Regions from separate parts of the Sus scrofa genome. Here region 1 is linked to region 2. A link is a contact called in public promoter capture Hi-C data. All regions are on one chromosome and are shown on one strand. The core of a region is the stretch at or near the end of the contact, and the rest is flanking DNA. Distances in the headings are between cores, read along the strand shown.

Region 1 (2,700 bases), core at 96-2,595, 260 kb after region 2:
TCAATCTCACTTTGGTGTGGAGTACCCTCAATGGCCACATCTCCATTGCTACAGCCCTGGAAAATCATCTCTTATCTGGACTTCTGCATCCACCCTCCAACTGGTTTCCCTCTTCCAATCCATCCTGGCACTACATGAACCTTTTGGTCTCTGCATACTTCCCCCGGACTTAACTCTACACCTAAATATGGACTATTTTCTCTCTCCTATGGGCCTTTAAACGATTTTTTCTCTGACTGGGGCACAACTTGTCTCCTGATTGACAATAACTACTGCAGGTCTCAGCTTAAATGTCACTTCCTTTAGGAAGTGTTTGAAGACTCCTACATGTCTCCAATGGGTCACTCCCACAGCACACTGCACCTCTCCATCACACACTGTAATGTACCACTCAGTACACAGAGATTTGTCTTTATCTCCCACCAGCTTTGAACTGTAGCACAGTGTGGTCAGTCTGGCTCTTTTCCTCCTGAAATCTTTGTTCAAACACAGTTCCGGTACATAACAAGATCTTAATAAAGATTTGACAAATGAATGAACTGTGATTTCCTCTAGGGTAGGAGACTTTTGGTATTTTATTTTTCTGCTTCCAGTTTTTAACACATAATAATCACTCAATAATTTTTAGTTTGGCGAATACACACCCTCTTCTGACCCTATCCCTAAGAGTCCAAAGACCCATGTTTGGGTTTCCTGCTTCTAATTAACTTAGACAATTTAAATTAAGTCTCAAACTCTTTCCCTGTAGAATGGGGTTATAGTCGCTAATCTGACTTTTTGAGCAAAAATTAAAAATACGGGTAAAAATTACTAAGCTTTTACTATGTGCTAAGCCTCGATATATATTATTTACTCCTCACAGCAACCCTTATGAAGTAGCTGTTCTCCTCATCTTGAAGATGACTAAACTGAGGCACGGAAAGGTTTCCCAACTTGACTAACATCACACAGCTAGTAAATGGTAGGTCCGGATCCGGACGCAGGGGCCCTGAACACAACGATGCATGTTGTTAACTCCAAGTAGCTATGGAAATGTGATCTGTGAGAATTTGCTCTCTCTCTCCAAGCCGAACCCTTTCACCCCATGCCCGCTTCCGCGACTCAAGAGTCCGCTGCGGTGCGGTACCTGCGTCCTAGGCGCCGCCCTAGGAACCAGGAGTCGGAGACACGGGTTCCCCATCAAGACCTTCAAGGGCGGAAGGAGTAATCGCTGCATACTAGCAACAGTGCACAACCTCCGCCTTCACCCCCTGACTCTCAGTAGTCTCCTTTCTCCGCCACCGACTGGAGAAGCACTTCCGGGTCACGCAGATGCGCCCTTCCTTTTCAGAGGCCCTGGCAAGCAGAGACTGCGCCTGCGCTAGCGACAGGGCTCTCGCGGGGGCTGCTGGGGCGTGGGCGTCGGTGACGCGCAGGGGTGCGCGCAGCCGTAAGGACGCGCTTCTCCAGTCGCGCGCCGGGACCCAGACTTTCGAGTGGGAACGGTAGACGCGCGAGGGAGGAACCCGTGGAGCATGAAGAGGCAGGGGGCCTCCTCGGAGCGGAAACGGGCGCGGATACCCTCCGGGAAGGCCGGTGCGAAAGGGGGCGGGGAAAGGGCTGTCCCTGAGTTCGCTTTTGGGTGTGGGCCGGGCTGGCTGGGGGTCTGGCCCGTGGATTAATTGCGACTTCTCTGGCAATAGTTTCTCGTGCTCTTGGAAATGTGTGGAAACCGGGGCGCTGGCGGGGAGAGCGGCCTGGCTCTGGAACTAGATGTGTGGGTTCGAATCCCGGAGCTACCGCGTCTCGTCATGCGACCGTGTTCAATTTTGTTAACTTCTCTCCGCCTCGCGTTTCCCATTCACACGAGGATACCGTTGCCTCCGTTACCCCGTTGCTGTGATGGTTCGATATCGAGCGCCGAGCTCAGTGCCTTACCTGTGGGGACCGCTTAATAACCTGTAGCTGCTGCAGCGGAGGCGGGGATTGTCTCTAAAGCGACACCGCTACCAAGTGGTAGAGCTTGTCTGCCGCAAGTCCCAAGTTCTTCCTGCCGCGCCAGCGTGGGATGGCTTGGCAGGTGCTAGGAAATTTGCCAGGTCCCTGCCTGCCTCCTACATGAACTCTTGGTTCCTCCAAACCAGTTGTTGTCAAACTTTTGGGTCTCAGGACTCCTTTACCCTCCTAGAAAATTGAGACCTTGTATTTATTATCGGTAATGGCCATGTTAGAACTTTTTAAATCATTTTTTATGGCCACAACCACAGCATATGGAATTTCCCGGGCCGGGAAATAGACTGGGAACTGCAGATGTGAACTACTTGGGAGCTGAGGCAACCACTGCCCCAGGGCAGGTATTGAACCCACGCCTCCACAGCCACCCCAGCCCCCTGTGTTTAGATTCTTAACCATGGCAGAAACTACAGAAATTTTTAAATTTAATTTTTAATTGAAATATAGTAGATTTACAACGTTGTGGGCCATATTAGAAATTAAAACAGGAATTTTTTTAAATGTTAACTGAAAAAACATAATAAATCCATTACATATTAGCACAAATAAAATTTTTTTTATGAAAAAAATCACAGCTTTCCTAAACAAAGACTATTGAGTGAGAAAAGTGCCAATGTTTTGTGTTTTTGCAGATCTCTTTAATATCTGGCTTAATGGAATTCTCATACCTGCTCCTGCATTCAGGTTACCTCCAGAAACTCCACTCCA
Region 2 (2,700 bases), core at 53-2,552:
GCCCATGTACCCATTATCCAGCTTTCAACAAACCAAGAACTTTCTAAAGGCTTTCTTCTCACTCATCCCCCATACTCCTTGGTGAAGACTTTAACAGGTCCTATGGACAGACACAGTCACTTGTAAGACACCTAATTCTGAACCTCCTTCTCGCCACTGCGTCTCTGCTACAAAACAGTTCAATTTTCTCTTTTCAAAATTTCTAGTCCTTTTGCTCTAAGTTTGTTCCCTAGCACAGAACATCATCCTATTCACTCTCTTCTCCCTGGCTGGTCTTTGGGTGTTGTTGAGTGTCTGTGTGGCTTCAAACATCCAAATGACAGTGACAGAAATAATACATTCACCAGAGAAGATTAAGATTAGAGTTAAATTTCAGAGGCACTCCAGTCCAAGTCTTTTTCTTAGCAGTAAGGCAAATTGAAGGCCCATGCTCTGACCTATCCAAGGTCCAAGAAAGACAAACAAGAAATAAAGACAAAGATGTGTGCAAAGTGATGCATCGCACTCCTTTTCACCATCTATATTCTTTCCACTCCTTTCACCATCCCTGCCCGTTCCCACCACATTCTTCCCAGATCGTCCCAAAGAGCATTAACGTGTCTCGAAAGAATTTTAGATCTCTATTTTATCACTGCTGATTTTAATCTCCTTGGAGCCAAAACCAAGCCTCAGTCTTTTACAGGGTTTGGTAAAGTGCCTGATTGACACCTGGTAGTCAGTCAAATATTTACCGACCCAGATCAGCGCTCCCTAGGACTACGAGTTCTCCTTTATCCATTCCCCAGCTATCAGGTCTCCAAGCCTGATATCAAACGTTCTATTTTCCCCTCTCTCCTTTCAATCATCCTTTCCCTAGGGAAAGGACGCAGTATAACACACACAATAGAGAATCGGAAAAACTGAGTTTGTGTCCTGATTGCTACACCTTCCTGTGTGTACATAGATACGTCTCCCTTTTTCAAGGACTCCATATGGCCATCTGTAAAATGGGCAGATGGAACCAAGCCTCGTGGATCTTGCCACCTCTCCGACAGAACCAAGGTGGGCCTCGGCATCTCCTACGGTCCCCATAGCCCAAGTTAGGTCCGCTCCACTCCCAGGTTGTTCACACACTTGGGCACTGCATCCTTACCTCCCACTCCTAGGTTGACCTTGCGGGGGTCCGGATCCTCCCGGAAGTCAGCAATGAGCTTAAAGACAAGGACCGGCTGGGCCTGAGGAACCTCGGCAAAGACTGATGGAGGTGCCATAGCTAGAGAGCAGGAGTCGGCCGGGAGCTTTCACCTCGCGCCCGGAGCCGCTCGGTACCGTCCAACCGCTGCAACTGGAGGAGACTCTCACCTTCACCTAGTAGGCGGGGGCGGGCCCACGGCCTCCAATGGTCGAGCCGTGTCGGGAGTTTGGCAAAGCTGTTAACCAATCGTGAGCTTCTGACAAAAAAGGCCAGGAGGGAGGGGATGCTATTAGCCAATCCAAGAAGAGAACCTTGTCAGAGGCCGGTAATGATGCAACCAATGCACTGTACGCCGGCCGAGATGGGGCGGGTCTATGGCTGATTGGCAGAGCGTCCTCCTATCACTGAGGCTGTTGTTCCTTGGCCCTACCGGTGCTGAAGGAAGGAGCCGAGCGGCAGTCGTACCGCGAGGCGGTTTCCTCGACCTTCAAGGGCCAAGAGATTAGCAGGCGGTGGCCCGCGGGAATTCCGGAGGACCGGCCTTCTGGTACCCACAGAACTGGTGTTCTAGCTGCCACGCCGCAGAGTGCGTACATTCCTGACCCATCCTGGCCTGGCTCAGGCTAGCAGCCAAATCCGGCGTCTGCACTCGGGACGGGAGTCCTCTGCCAATCGTGCCGTTCCGGAGCCCGCGCGGGCGACCTTGACCTTCTCTGCCTGAGAGAAATGTGGGTGGGCCACCTGCCTTGGTTTCAGACAGGAGGCAAGACATGACGAGAGGCAAAGCAAGGCAAGATAAGAGGAAGTGTCCAGGAGTTCCTTTCTGCCACTCTTCCAATTGCGGGCGTTTTCTCCCCTTCCTATCTGACAGGGCTTGATCCTCAAGGATCTTGAGAATATGGGCGCAGCCGCCCCCTCCAGCTTTTCTCCCACACAGGCACTCAACCAGATCTTGCTGCCATCAGCTGGCTGGTACCCAAAATCTTCTTTTAGTCTGCCTGTTCCTTCCCCAACCCCTCTCTCCACCTATTGACCTTCAAGATCCAGAACAAATGCCTCCTCCATAAAGCTATGCCTTAACCCTCACTCTGGTTAAAATTCATCTCCCTTTCCTATGCTTCTGTATCTTGTTGGCAATATTACAGTTTTAGAAAATGCCCAGTTAAGAACCTAGCTCTGGAGCTAGACAACCTAGGTTTAAATTCTAGTGCTGCCATTTACTAATCTGGGCAGATCTAGGCAAGCTACTTAACCTCTCTGTTCATGCTCCATATAATGGAGATAATAGTACTTTCCTTATGGTTGTTGTGGGGATTATGTGAGTTAATATGTATGAAGTGTTTAGTTGCATATAGTAAGCACTCCCGCAATATTAGCTATTGTCATTGCGTATCTGCCACACCCCTTGTAGATGGTAAGCTCCTTCTGGCTAGAGAACTTGCCCTGTATTGGTCTCCTTCAGTTTCTTGCACTTGGTAAGTATTCAATAAGTAGTGGAAGGCTTTTCAGAAAAAAAGCAATATCTC

Evidence for each region. Promoter capture Hi-C pulls out the DNA fragments that hold promoters and counts their contacts.
Region 1: a contact with region 2 is called in a promoter capture Hi-C map of fetal liver, with 2.2 times the contacts expected there. The contact joins the promoter of LOC100156375 here to the promoter of GOT1 in region 2. A contact is called at or near these places in 1 of 5 promoter capture datasets (fetal liver) and 2 of 2 datasets of contacts at active chromatin or transcription factors (alveolar macrophages and skeletal muscle).

Annotation. Positions count from the first base shown.
Region 1 is chr14:110,893,699-110,896,398 of Sscrofa11.1, forward strand. It overlaps LOC100156375 (cytochrome c oxidase assembly protein COX15 homolog), which reads right to left and starts at 1,346. Exons shown (of 9, transcript XM_001929331.5): 1 at 1,127-1,346. The coding sequence starts at 1,216. It overlaps CUTC (copper homeostasis protein cutC homolog), which reads left to right and starts at 1,365. Exons shown (of 9, transcript XM_021072322.1): 1 at 1,365-1,575. The coding sequence starts at 1,515.
Region 2 is chr14:110,634,523-110,637,222 of Sscrofa11.1, forward strand. GOT1 (glutamic-oxaloacetic transaminase 1) reads right to left here and starts at 1,303. Exons shown (of 9, transcript NM_213927.1): 1 at 1,133-1,303. The coding sequence starts at 1,250.